Linked DNA regions of Zea mays: region 1 is linked to region 2. A link is a contact called in public Hi-C data. All regions are on one chromosome and are shown on one strand. Each heading gives the region's core, a stretch centred on a gene start, on an enhancer-like site or on the middle of the called end of the contact. The rest is flanking DNA. Distances are from core to core; before and after follow the strand shown.

What was found. A called contact is a pair of places that touch in the nucleus more often than the background predicts.
Region 1: a Hi-C map of ear shows a contact between it and region 2, with 2.4 times the contacts expected there. The contact joins the promoter of LOC103629954 here to the promoter of LOC100283809 in region 2. A contact is called at or near these places in 5 of 25 Hi-C or Micro-C datasets (ear, endosperm, leaf and 1 more).

The regions. Positions count from the first base shown.
Region 1 is chr6:125,846,663-125,854,381 of Zm-B73-REFERENCE-NAM-5.0, forward strand. LOC103629954 (alpha-mannosidase 2) reads right to left here and starts at 2,228. Exons shown (of 4, transcript XM_008651052.3): 1 at 1,337-2,228; 2 at 1,085-1,234; 3 at 133-165. The coding sequence starts at 1,939.
Region 2 is chr6:126,043,722-126,050,709 of Zm-B73-REFERENCE-NAM-5.0, forward strand. It overlaps LOC100283809, which reads left to right and starts at 3,200. Exons shown (of 3, transcript NM_001156707.2): 1 at 3,200-3,435; 2 at 3,515-3,620. The coding sequence starts at 3,279.

The DNA.
Region 1 (7,719 bases), core at 978-3,477, 200 kb before region 2:
TAATCGCGATTAGTCGTCCAAGTCGATTTGGACCAATCGCGATTAATCGTCCAAGTCGGTCAGCTAGAACGTGCAGCAAGTAGTCCAACTTGAAAACAATGGGTATAAATAGTCATTTTGGCGTGTACTTGCCTGTTCTATGATGGCAAAGTAGTGGGAGTTTGCCTGCATTGAGAAACAAAGGGAATTCAATGTAGCTTCCTTTTAAAGAGAAATATGAATATGATGAAATACTTTGCTAGAAAAGATTAAACCAACAGAAAGAGTACAGTGTTATAAAACACGCTAGTTTCATTGATATAGAATAAAAGAGCACAATATCTGTTGAACAATGAATGGCTTAATAATAACAAGCTCATAGCAGAAGCAACATGCTAAAGGAAATAAAAAATAAACATGCCGGTGCTGTGTGTGATCATTTAGTCATAACCCTGACTGTTGAATCTCTTTAACATGTGTACTAATATATGCAAATTCCAGAGAAACAAATCCGGGCACGATAGTTCATGTAGGCTATCGTGGCGCTATACCAGCTCACAACAGTTGTCGCTACAATACCATTGTACTAAATAGTGGGCTATAGCAGCTGAGCAGGCCTCTCCGGTAAATTTTATCGCCCGCTATTTAAAACATGTAAATGCTCAATTGCCCACAGAATCTGTAGATTCTCTAAGCTTGAAGTGACCATGTAGCACAAGAGTCACACCTGACACTAGGCCTGAATCGACTCCTAAGCACAGAAACTACAAGTACACAAACCAACGAGATATAAGACCAAAATAAGTTACAACCAATTCATATCAAAAGCATCAAGTGCATACCTCCCTAAGATTTGAGATCACAATGTGGGCAAGGAGAAACAATGAAATTCGGTATCAGTCCTACAAGCACGGCGGAATTCATTTGTAATCGACTAGACAGCCAGGTAATAAAACGTGAAATGAAATTCATTTCGTTCATGGCCTAGACAGATGATGGACGCATAGCATATTGGGATGACAATGGAAAACAAAAGCAAGGAGACAGAAGCTACGGTTTACTCCTTAAACCCCATCTAAACCACAAAATTTTGCATCCCTCTCACCTCATCGTTCATGACCCATCCACCGCTCACAATTTCGAGCTGCCCGTCACGGACAAGCTTAGCGAATGCCTCTCGCATCTTGGGCGTCGCGTCGCGCCACCACCTCTCCAGGTATGACATCTCCTCCCATATGAATTTCCTTCGCGAATCCTATACCACAGCAGAATCCTGAGTCCTGACAATCGTCAAAAGGAGAAGAGCACCAAGAGCCAAAACCCAAAAGCAAATCTCGAGTGGCGAGAACACAAGGACCTTGGAGAGGGACTCGACGATGGTATCAAGAATGTGGCGCGACTGGCGCTGGTAGTACTCCTCCACGGTGCGGATCCAGCCGGGGTCGTTGTGCGAGTGAGGCGCGACGAAGACCTTGAGCTTCTCGGTGTCCCACTCGTCGCCCCTGTACTTGACCTCCCACCCCTGCTTCCACGCACCACCGTCAACGTCGCTGAACTCGATCCCGTCGTAGAGGTCTCTCGTCGTGATATCCACGGGCGCCTCGCGTCCTATCCGAGCCGATACGGCGGCTGCCGCGGCCGAGTCCCGGTGGCGAAAGGCGGGGCTGCGGGTGAGGCGCGCGCGGCGACGGGTGGGGGAAGACAGCGCAGCGGAGCGGGATGAGGGGAAACCGAGACGGATGAAGGCTAGGATGAAGAGCGCCGCGAAGGCCGTCGCCGCGAGGCAGAGGGCGCGCCGGGAGTAGGGGGAGGACGCGGAGTAGAGCCCCCCGCGGCGGCGGGAGAAGGCGGGCACGGAGAGGGAGGACTTGGAACGGAGGTGGTGGTGCGCCTTCGGCTTGGAGGTGGTGGGGAGTAGCGCGCCGGAGCGGGCCCCGCCACTGCCGGAGAAGAAATGCATCGCCGCCGGTTTCGGGGTCGGGATGGAGTGGCCTGACTGACCTCGCGCGGGATCGTCTGTCGTCTCGAGTGGGTCTGTGGGTGCGCGATGCGCCTTTCCTCCCGTGCCCGGCCCGGCCCGGCCCAGCCCAGCAATATTCGGGTGGGATTGGAGAGTCGGGATTCGTGAGTGGAAGAGCTATGTACTAGGTCCAGTTTGGTTTAGGTTCTGTTTGGTTTGGCTGTGGTTGTGAAAAAAACTGTTGTAGACTATAAGCTATATAAAAGTTGTTGTGTGTTGTAAGCTATTAAAAATCTAGGCTTTGTTTGATTTGGTTGTGGCTATGAAAAAAGCTGTTGTAGGCTGTGAGCTATGTAAAAAGCTGTTGTAGGTTGTGAGCTATTAAAAAACTAAAAATCGTTTGATGGAAACCACTAAAGTTGTTAAAAGTTCTTCGATATATGTTTTCACGGTTCCATCTGAAAGCCACTAAAAGCAGGTCCAGGGGTGCTTTCAGTTTTGCACTACGAGAAAGCCGGTTTTTAGAAAAAACTGCTTCCTGCATCCATCCCTTTGGTTTGGCTTTTGGTTTTTATGGGGTAACAGCCTAAACCAAAAGTCAAACTAAACACACCCTTAGGTCACTAAAGTTTTGTGACTAAAACTTTAGTCGTTTTTAGTCCCTAAAAGGCAAATCTCGTGTGGATGACTAAGGGGTTGTTTGGTTCTATACCTATGGTGCTAAAACATTGCCACATAATTTTATGCCGCACTTGCCTAAGGTGGCTAAGGTTAGACGCTCAAATTCTACGCCACAGTTTGCCACACTTTTACCCGTCATTGACAAGTGGGACCTACATAGCAGGAGAAAAATCTTGCCACAACCGTGGCTTCAAACCAAACACATGTCTAACTTGGTCAAACTTGGCTAACCTTAGTCGTGGCAAACAGTGGCAAGTTAGGCAGCAAACCAAACAGCCCCTAAACTTTAGTTCTTTAGTCAACAATGGATGCCTAAGAGAGACTAAAGTAGGATTTTTACCTCATTTGCCCTATGATGAGTAAGTTTAGTCAGAACGAAGCCGAATTACGAACGGTGTGCTTCAACCCTTCACTGACATATGGGTGTCATGTTCGTCAGTGTGGCGTTAAGTTGGCGCTGCGAGATGGCTACTGGGTTTTGGTGCCACATTATAGCTAGGAACGGTAACTTGATCAGTGGATTCGGATGGAGTTAGACATGGATACAATTTTTAACCTATGGGTCAGACCCATATCCAATCCGAAGTCGGGCAGGTATGGATTAGGATATTACCTCCCACTTGTGGTTATCCGATCATTGGATATTCGCAATCGATCCATAGTTTTTTTGGCTAACTCATATTACACAATAAAGAGTAGACCCTAACCTCATGAACCCAATGCCTAACGCTCTCAATTCCCCATTGTTGGCCGCCCTTTTAGCATTGTTGGCTTCGTGCGTTGTGCCTCGTGGCTCCTATCAAGTCCCATAGACCGCAGCACCGCTGGCAGTTGTCCCTTCCAAGCTCCAGTGCCCTTGGTTGTACCCCGAATGTCCATAATAATTCTTTTATTAGGTTTTTAATTGTGTATGATGGTGATTTAGGAAGAAATTTAATTAATTATGTTATTGAATTGTTGAAAATGATTATGTCTATCATATCCGACGGATATCCAAAAACCATCTGAAACCCCGATGGGCACGAGCATGGACATAAATTCTATTTGTGTGTATGCGCAAGCAGATATTGATGCAATTGCAGTGTTAGAGCGAAGGCAAAACACCCCCTCGATCATTTTCCCCTTGTATATTAATTTACTACCAAAGTATCAGGCGTAGGGCCAATCAAACAGGGAAGAAGAGAGGGCGCAGAGATGGACCTCGGAGACCATGGGCTCCGCCCCCTCGCCCTAACGACGAGGACAATAAGGTGTGCTCACCTACGAAGAGGTCATTCTTCGAATACCACCTGAAGCCCTAACTGGGTCGAAGGTGGTTGACTTCGTCGTACCGGAAGGAACAACGGGTCCACGTCTCCTTTGGCACGGAGAGGAGGCAGGTGCCAGGCCTTTGACGCATTCCTGGATTTCGAAGTCAAGGAGAAGGATCGAGATGAGGCTGCATTGCGCCATGCTAGAATAATGAACAATGGTCGGGACTTAGTTGAGGAATTCATTGCATATGGGGTGTGTTTGTCATGCCACCTGATGTTTCGCTCCCGAGTGTTTAGGCCCATGGATTTTTGTCCCAACATTTGGCACCCATCATTTGTGCTTCGAAGAACAACACCCACGATGGCCCCTAAAAAGCAATCATCAGGACCAACACCTCTCTGGACGAAGCCACAAAGGTAGCCCTCACTGCTAAGAAAGGCAAAGTCACATTCGTCGACAATACCTTGCCTTTCACGGCCGAGAATAATGAGACTAGCATGGAAAACATCAAGCACCCTCGAACTGACGACCTGACTACACCAGAGGACAGCATCCACACTACCAGTTCTGATAGCCTCCTACCTGACACCCCACCACCAAGGTTCGCACCTATGGAACACCCCCTAGCCCAAGAGGATGAAGACATCCTACAAGTAGGCGAGGACTTGGGGATTTTAGCAGAAGATCAACTGATATTGCATAGCCACCGCCTCATAAACAACCATCTCTAGAAACAGATGGAGGTCCTCATAGCAAAAAAGCAAAGAACCAACATGCAAGCCAAAAGCAGACAACTGATCAGAGAAGAAGATGAGAAAACAAGAGCACTGCAATAGTAAATCAAAGAACTACAGCATGAAGACCCCCGTTAATAGCCTGTTGCGATAGCCTACAATCAGAATGATTATCACTACCATAGGCCAACCCAAATGAAAATCGCCTTCCAAGGTCTCGATTTTCTAGATGAGAGAAGCCCCCTCTCCGCACAGCCCTAGGCCAAACCATGGCCACACAACTATAGAGCAGGACACCTACTCCTAATTACAATGTCAGCACAGACCCAACTCAATATATAATTAGTTACCAGATCGTCATTGCATCCTTAGGGGTGACGATTACACCATGGCCAAATCGTTCATCATTGCCCTTGAAGGCTCGACCCTCACATGGTATTCAAGACTGCCTCTCTTTCAATTGACTCATGGAAGACCCTTCACGATAAGTTCCTGCTCAATTTCCAAGGCTGCAAGCCTGAAACAGATGCTTTGGTCGAGCTTTCCCTCTACAAGCAATTAGAAAAGGAAAGCCTCCATGACTATTACAAGAAATTTCTATTACTGAAGTTGCAGTGGACGTCGGTTGATGACTAGATCACGATCCATTATGCAATCGGCTGCCTTCGTGTGGGTCAACTATACAGCCATTGTACCAGAGACCCACCATCTAACCTCTAAGAGTTGTACCGGTTCTTTGAAAAGTACGCCCAACTCGAGATGCTCCAATACAATAAAGTGGAGTCACAACGCAAGCCAAAGGAGACCCTGCAGTCCAACAAGACGTGGGCAAGGGGTTAGTAGCAAGACCACCGTCAACAAGAATGAGGCCACTAGTAGCTTCAAGTACACAACATAGCCAACCAACAACAACCAAGCAAAGTCCCCCTCTCCGTCATGACTACCCCCGCAAGAAGGTCGTGGTGGCGGCGCAACAAGAGGTAGAGGTTGTGGGAGAGGCCCCCAACAACAAAGAAAGTTTTACTATGTGTTTCACGTCGAAGACGTGGGGCATTCAACTAGAGATTACCCGGTAACAAAGGGGCCAAGGACCGCATGGCTAGGAAAACGGACACCCACCCACCCCTAATACCAACAAAACTACAACTAATGATTACCCGAGCACCCAAAACTACAACACTAAGAAAGGCTACCACTTCCACACACCCCTCTCATTACCGGAGGGTCTAGTTTAGACTTCAAAAACAAGCAATAGAAAAAGGATCACTACCGAGTACTGAAGGGTGAACCATGTCGTTATCACTATCCTGGTAGTCTAGATGAAGTGGCCCCATCTTCCGCTCACCTCTGATGCAAGGGATGTTGACCTTGGCAGCCCGTCCCATTCAGACGTGTTGGTTATAAACTGTAATATAGAAGGATGAGACCTACACAAGGTCCTCGTCGACAACGGGAGTCAAGCTGGCATCATATTCCTACACGCCTTCGATCGTATGGGCATCAACCATAGCCTGCTCCAGCCAGCTGACAACCCCTTGTATGGTTTCAGAGGCTATTGAACATTCCCATTGGGCAAGATTGAATTACTGTTGTCTCTTGGTGCCGTCCCTAGTGCGAGGACCAAGCAAGTGACCTTCGACATAGTTCACATGGTCTACCCCTACAACGCCATCATGGGAATAGGGCTAATAAACAAACTTGAGGCGACCATACACGGACTCTACATGTGCATGAAAATTCTAGGCCCTCACGGTGCAATAACTGTATATAGAGACCAATAAATTGCCTGCAATATAAAAAGGGGACATCATCCTATGATAGTGTAATGTGCATTGTATCACCACTGAGATCGAGGACCCCGTATTTCTCGTCCGGCAATAGCAGAAACAATAAAGGCTCAGATCTAGAGCAACGAAGAGGACAAGAAAGTCTCCTTGGATGCCTCAGTGCCAAACCAGATGTTTTAATCAACAGAGACCTCAGCAAGATAGAGGAGGATAAGCTATTATCCTATCTAAAAACATAATAAGGACATCTTCGAATGGTCAGCCTTAAACCTTGTCGGCGTCAGTCGCACAACAATTGTGATGTGCCCCCAAAAAGCAGAGGCTACACAAAATTTTGAATGAAAAGACTAAAGCTGCAAAAGCCGAAGTCCATCGGTTACTTGCAAACCCTAAAATGTTAATTCAAGTGGGTTAAGTAGTTCCTTTGTTATTTGAGAAATACATTTTGCTTAGTTGTGATTTATCATTAAGGCCTATTCTTTTTTAAAAAATGAAGAAATAAATAAAATTATAATTATGCATCTCATGTTGGATATTTTTGTTTGGGCCCTCTATTGTCAAAGGTCCTCGAAGTGTTACATTATGTACTACTAGTCGGTTGCTCGTGCGTTGCGACGGCTTACAGCAATACCCACGTAAACTATCCATCAAAAAAATTCAAGATTTTTTATTGATTGTCTCTGCTCTCTGTATAATATTATTTTATTTGGCTAACCGATGTTATTGTTTACTCTATGCAATATGTATTGGTACAACACGACCAATGAAGTGAGCGATTAGAAAGAGAGTTCACAACGACTGACTGAACGAACAGAGATTATAAAATGACATAATTCCACCATATAGAGACCAAATAAGAGAAAGTTTGTGAGCTCAAGTTTCTAAAATAAGTCACATGAAGTCAAACTTATAAAAAAGATAGATCAAAATATGGAGTGATTGCTAAAGTCATGCATCAATAAAAACTGGTGTGCTCCATATAAATTATGCTACTTCGTAGCAATTACTAACATTTAAAACCAACAAATAACCTTTAATTTTACCGTTAGTGTGACAAATCATTGTTGCTCCATCCAATTCAGCAACCTCAAACACCATGGAGTCCATTGCGCTAATGTGGTCTCAGAAACGACCTAATGCTTGCAGGAGCCAAGAACGTCGTGTCATGCTTGGGCTGTAGCCTCAGCCCATAGTGCTGGTTCGGCCCGACATAATTATATTTTTAAAATTTTACAAAAAACGTATATACATATATAAAATTTATATTCAATATTAAAAACGTCTACGCATGATGTTCTAATGGTTAAACACCTTCACCCAGTGT
Region 2 (6,988 bases), core at 1,950-4,449:
ATAGCGAGGGTCAAACTTATCAGGATCGTCGATCCACTAAAAAAGCACCTCTCATGATCCTACAAGAATGGAACGAAACATTAGTACACATCTATAAAATAGTCAAAACAACGATGTGAAAAACTACATACATTAAAACGACCGCATGTGTAGAAGCAACGAGCAGCCGTATCTAGATGACTGGATTGAAATAACCATTCTGGCGGGCCACAATCACAATTAGGTACAGGAACATCAGGAGGAACATGAGCATCCTTGCTAGATGCATCACGATATTACTCTCGAGGACGACCTCTCTTTTGCCACAACATCTCCCGATACATGTCTTCCATCTACGAAACGGTTGTATATTAACACCCCTAGAGATACACCATGAATGATTTCAACTTATAAATAACTGGTATTCATAGCTTCAAAACCCTAAACCCACGATTCAAAAACTATCTAAGAAACCTTTATCACCATATCAACAATATGTCTTAGAAATCATAACTAATAGCAATTTGTTCACCACCATAAACTAATTAATCCAAACCCTAAGAAACCATACTAGGCAATATATATACCAAATGATTGCATAACAAATGAATCGGTGACACACCATACCTTGGTCTTCAAGCTATATGGACCGAATCAAAGCTTTCAAACTCGAATACGAAGATTCGAGCAACTCTTGGCGGTATTAATGAAGAGGGAAACAAGGGAGAGAAATGGCAGGGTGTGACTCTTGGCCAGGGAATGGGAGATTTATAATACAACCTAGCTTGGCGATCTGATTTTTGGCACGACACGAGCTAGGTGTCACGTCAGCTACCAGCTCGGCCTGCCAGCGCCAGCGCGAACCTCTGCTCGGCGCCACAGCCCATGGCATAGAGCAGTGTTACCTCGGTGCTAGGGCATATGGCACCGAGCAGAGGGTCCAAAACCGAGAATAGTTCCTCTAGGGGGCTAAATGTGAAATTTCTTCATAAAAAGTGGTAAAATGAAAAAAGGTACTTTTGCTTGGTTCTAGGTGGTTTCGTACAATGCACAACACCAGCCCAACGTCGGATAACAGAGCCTCCATGGATAGCGGATGTTTTGCTGGTCCTCTATTTTAGAGTTCCTTTTAGCGGTTGCTGCTGGACATGAAAAAGGCTGCATTCGCATACAGGTTGTTGCTGGAGCTAGTCTAACACCTCTACGTACAATCGTCCCGTTCTTTACCGGATGCACCCAGCTAGGGAGGAAAATGGCTAGGGCTTGATGCAGCTCGGCGAGGCGAGGCTCGGCTCGTGAGCCCGCAACGAGTCGAGCCTATTTTGTGAGCTCAGAAATTCCCCGAGCTGAACCGAGCTCGTGTGAGCTGGCCAACCAGAGTAGAGAGCTTGCACGATACGCCTGGGATAGGATGCGGCCTTGCGGCCCAACAGCTTATGCTCAATCCCAAATTCCCAATGCCCAAACCCTAAGCCTGAGGCTCTCTCCAATAGAGTCTGTAAAGGCTCCTCTAGCCTAAATATAGAGGATCGAATGATACTCTACTTTCTCCAACGGCGTCCTCTAAATGATCATCTAAATGTAGAGGATGTTGCTGAATTCTCTATATGTAGAGTTTCTCTAAACAGTCACTCTATCCATTTGAATACTTTAAACAACCGGTTTAGCAAAACTAAAATATGTACAATATATTTGAGAGTTTGACAAATATGTATGTACAAAAATTTAAAAATAAAAATGTCTCTAATGTAGTTATTTGTGTATAGAGGACGTGATTTAAAGAATGTTGTTGGAGAGCAAGACACATGTAGAGATATAGAGGATAAATAAAGAAGACGATTGAGTCTAACCGATTAAGCGAGGCGTGCCGCCGTCTGCTTCTTCTCTTCTCCGGGCACGCCACCGCCGTCGCCGCGCAGAGGGTTGCCTCCTTGCCGGTTGTCGAGGCGCCCTGCCATCCTACCTTAGGAGCGAAGATAAGCCCCTCACGGACGCACGAGCGCATGGCCTTCAACCCTGTTCGCCGAGGCCCCACACTGCTTTCTTGTTCAGGTGTAAGTGCAAGCCAGGCGACCAGTCAGCAATCGTGTGAGTGTGTGTCTGTGTGTCAGCAACAGTAAGCCAGGCAAGTGTTTACAAGCCATGCATCCAGCAAGGAGCATTGGAGCAAGTCAGCAACAACAAGCAGTAATGGCTTTGGCGTGTGACTATGTGAGTGTGACGATGTGTTATACTCCCTCCGTTTCTTTTTATTTGTCGCCTAATAGTTCAAATTTGTACTAACGGACGACATATATTAAGGAACGGAGGGAGTACAATACTGGTGAATTGGTGACCTGGTATGGTGGATAGGGGTCACATGACAGGTGATCAGGCATAGTGGCGTGTTGAGTGTGTTGCTGCTGCATAGTGCAGACTGAAATGAAGGTATGATATTATTGAATGCTGAGACTGAGTATAGAGTGAATTGAAGTATCGAGTGTGTGTACAGCAAGCCAGCAAGCTTACTCTTATGGAGTTATGGTTCTGTGTGTATGCTGCCTGCTGGATGTTTTTTCTTTGAATTATGAGCTACACTTTTGGTATTATATAATGCTCTATGGCTGTATACTGTGTTGCAAACTATAATTACAGTCTATAGTTATGGTGTGTGACTTTGTGTCCTGTGCAGCAAGCTATAATTTCATTTTATAGTTATGAACTTTCAATTTGTTCATGGACTATGATTGCTGCATTTTTTTTATTCTATTTGTAGTTTAGTTTTTTTTTATGAAGCCGAGTAGATAGCTCACGAGCCGGCTCACGAGAGTCGAGCCTCATTGGCGAGCTCGCCAAATCACTGAGCCGGCTCAGCCCAACAATATATGCCCCAGTTTGTTTCAGCTTTTTGCAGCTTCTGGCCACCAAAAGTTGCTACGGACTGCCAAACGCGTCAGCTTTTCAGTCAGCTTCTATAAAATTTGTTTAGATAAAAACTATTCAAAATCAATATAAACATATAATCGGTTGAGTTGTTGCAATAGTAGGAATCCGTCACTTTCTAGATCCTGAGCCCTATGAACATCTTTATCTTCCTCCGCACATAATCCTAATAATACTCAGATTCTTCCCACAGCCAGATTATCCTCACAGCCAGATTCTTAGAAAAGCTGGTCAGAACACAGCTGAACCAAACATGGCCCACGTCATATCGGGAGATTCAACACGCTATTTGTGACTTGTGAGAGCAAACCACACCAGTCACCAGCCTCATTGCCTCAACCCCAAACCAATCCGTCGCAGACACTCAAGGTCGCAGGATGCCGCCGCCGCGTGAGCACCACCAGCCCCAGGACGAAGAGGACGACGATACCGCAGGCGTTGTCAAGCTCATCAGCGCCGAGGGCTTCGAATTCGTTGTTGACAGGAAGGCCGCCATGGTCTCCAACACCCTCCGCAACATGCTCACATCCCCAGGTAGGGTACTCTTCACCTCTTCCATTCCCATCAGCGCGCCGTCCTCGCATCACATCCATCCCTCTCGTCTTCCCCACAGGCGGCTTCTCTGAGACGCGCCAGGGCGAGGTCCGCTTCCCAGAGATCCCCACCAACATCCTCGAGAAGATCTGCCAGTATTTCTATTGGTCGCTCCATTACTCCAGGTTCCTATGCTTACTTTCCACTTTCGACAATCGTCATCTTCTTTCCCCTTTCAGGCTTTCACCTGTAAGACAATAGCCCGCTTGTTACTTTTAGGCAGCCATTCACAGATTGCTTAACCAGTGAAATCTGTCATGGATTGATGCTATTTAGAATCTGTACTACGTTTTTCGGCTCTCCCTCTGCCCCCATTGTTCATTTATGAGTTCTGCAGTAGTTTCGTTTGCTGTAATAAATGCTTATACTAGTTCCTAAATGCCTAAAACTTCAGAGCAAAGGGCTTTCCGATGGATTTGATTTTACCCTCGGTATTCCCGCCACAGTTAGTGTTTAGGATAAAACAAAATATTTGCATCTAATAATCTAGTGAGAACCAGCAACTTCCATCATTCCATGGGTCTTTGTTGGAGTTCACATATTCTCATTGGGAATTATATCCACAAGAATTTGACACATGGCCCATCAGAAGATGGCCTTACTATGTTTTGTAGCATGCATCACTGTTCTGTCTTTTATGTCAATTGTTCAGTGGTTCAAAACACACAAGCGCGAGAATTTAGAATTTCACCTTCTAACGCAACAACTATTAATCTGATTTTAGAATGTTCTTCCACTTTTTTACCTAACTGTTCACATGGTATGATTAGTGTGACCTATTCAGAGAATGCAGAGCTGATTGCATCTTGTCTTATCTTTCTTTACTCTTCTTCTGGCTGGTGATTTACTGTTCATGCTTGTTAGAGTGTGTGTTATGTATGTGTAGGTGGGCTGGCACCGCTGTTGGGCTGCCGGCCTATTAGGGTTAGGGTTTGGGTTTCCCCTAGGTCTATATATATGTAACCATCCTCTATGCAATACAATAAGGGTTTCACAAATTCTTACATGGTATCGGCTAGGTTCACCCCTTCTCCCTCCCAACTCTCAGCCGCCAGCACCCCTACAGCCGCCGACCTCCTTCCCCACAGTTACCGCGCTGTCGTCCCCAGGAGACTCATCCTTCCCTCCCGGGGGCGGCACCCCCATTCAAGCTGCCAGCCTCCCCTCTCTCCCCTGGCCGGCACCACCATCGTGCTCTGAAGCCGACACCGTAGAGGACCGAGAGGACGACGAGTTGGGCTACTCGTACCACCACCGTCGGACAGCGTCGTCGGGCAGGCTCGTCATCGTGCGTCCAAACAAGACCACGGTCCCGACGCCCCGCCCCGTGGAGCTCCCTGCCGAGACCTCGCTACCTTCCTCGACCTCCTCGGACAAGCCACCGGGGCGGCGGGCCGCGTCGGAACTGCTGGAGCCCGAGCCGAGATGTCCTGGGTACATGCTGATGCAGCCGGCCGTGGCGGCACCTCTCCAAGCCCCACCATGTTGTGCGGGGCGTAGGCCCACGACTCGCTCCCTCCGACCGACGTGCAAGGGACCGCGCCGACACCCTCCTCTCCCTCTAGTGTGGCTATGTGGCTCCCCCCATCTGTGTTGTGCTGTCGACGGCCGATTGTGACCCTCCCCTCTCTTCTACGCTGTCGGTGGTGAGCCCCTTCTCCCAAGCACCGTCGGCCTGCTTCCAGCCCCTGACTCCATCCTGGTCGCGGTTGCGCCCACCTGGGGTCTCACCGGCGTCGCCTCCTACGACGCTGCATCTTTCGCCCCCATGGCAGCCAGTGCTCTGTCCCCCATGGCCGCCGCCACCATGTTTCCTGCTCCGGCGAGCAGGATGTTGGCGCCCAGGGCCAGCCTCTCCCCTGCCATGGCTGGCACTGCGTTGTCCCACGCCTCGCCTGAGCACAACGCCTCCCACTTCTTCAAGCTTCTTCCGTCATCGGTGTTGTCCCCCTGCCTGGTTAGATCCGGTGCAGTCCCTGCCTGGTTGGACCCGCTGCCGCCCCCTTCTTCGTTGTCGCCAACGTTGGATCTGTCGCTGCCGCGACCTTCCCGGCTAGATCCACCGTTGTTGCGCCGTTCCCGACTAGATCTGCCGTCTCTTTGGTCGGATCGTCATCTTCATGGCTGGATCCGTCGCTATCGTGGCCTTCCCGGCCGGATCCGCTGTTGCCCCTTCTGTTCCGCCGTCGTCGCGCGGCCACCCTGACCAGCGCAGACGCGTGTGTTGCCACTGGCTTCCCTAGCGGGGCTCCTCGACGACCGGCCGCGGAAAGAAGCAAGAAGGCTCATGAGGCTGTTGTTGTCCCTTTTGCGTCGTCCCGTGATCCCGTCGATCATTGACGCTCAAACGTCGACCCCCAAAGATGACCCCCAAAGAACGAGGCTATTGCTGGGTGTCTCCAAGCCACAGCAGCCCACCACCTCGACTTCAGCTACCTCGGCATTCAGGAACTATCATCTACTTGGAATGCACACCAATCTCTACTCCAACCGCAACACTCGCACCCTCACGTCGGTACGACTGTGGGGGGGATTTCAACCCGTCGGCTCCTACCTTCAGCTTCTGCTCCAGTCTCATCGTTCGCACCCTTACCACACTGCGACTACGGGGGATTTCAACCCGTCCGCTCCTACCTTCGGCTTCTGCTCTAGTCTCATCATTTGTGGTGCTCCCGTTGCCACTGTGGGGGGATGTTAGTGTTTGTTCCTATATGTATGTGTAGGTGGGCTGGCACCACTGTTGGGCTGTCGGCCCATTATGGTTATGGTTTCCTCTGGGTCTATATATATATATAATCATCCTCTATGCAATACAACAAGGGTTTCACAAATTCCAACAGTGCTGATTTCTACTAGTTTACTGGTTGTACCAAGTATTGGACATGAGTCTAATTAGATTATTGTTTAATTTTGGCAAGGTAAGGAACTAAGGATCAACTACGTGTACTGTAACAAGTTGTAAACCATCATAGTTACTTTACCCATTTGACTCATCCATCCCTTTGCTTAGTAAAGAAATAAGGCTTAGGCCTTGTTCGTTTGTGCCGGATTGGTGGGTCGGAACGATTCCTAACCGGATTGCTTCTCTAATTTATATAAACTTTGATTAGCTGGAACGATTCCGGGTGTAATCCGACACAAACGAACAAGGCCTTAGTAAGAATGAATTAAAATCTGGTTGTCTTGGTAACACATATAGTTAATCATGTGATGGCAAAACTGCATGACACGAGAATGGTATATTTGGTGTTTACTGCCTTATGGGCCTCTTGACTCAAGAATTACAAGGGTGATGCTAGTTAAAAATATCATCAAATTTAAGGGCACGTGTGCCTCCTTTAGCTGTTTATTTGGCACTTCGTTTTTTTTCTATTGATTAAGAGTTTTGTGGTCCATGTATATTAATTTTGGTGTGAGGGAGTCAGACAAGGACAATAGGGCCATGGGGACTAAACTACATGCTATGATTAACAAAACTTAAGTGCATGTCAAG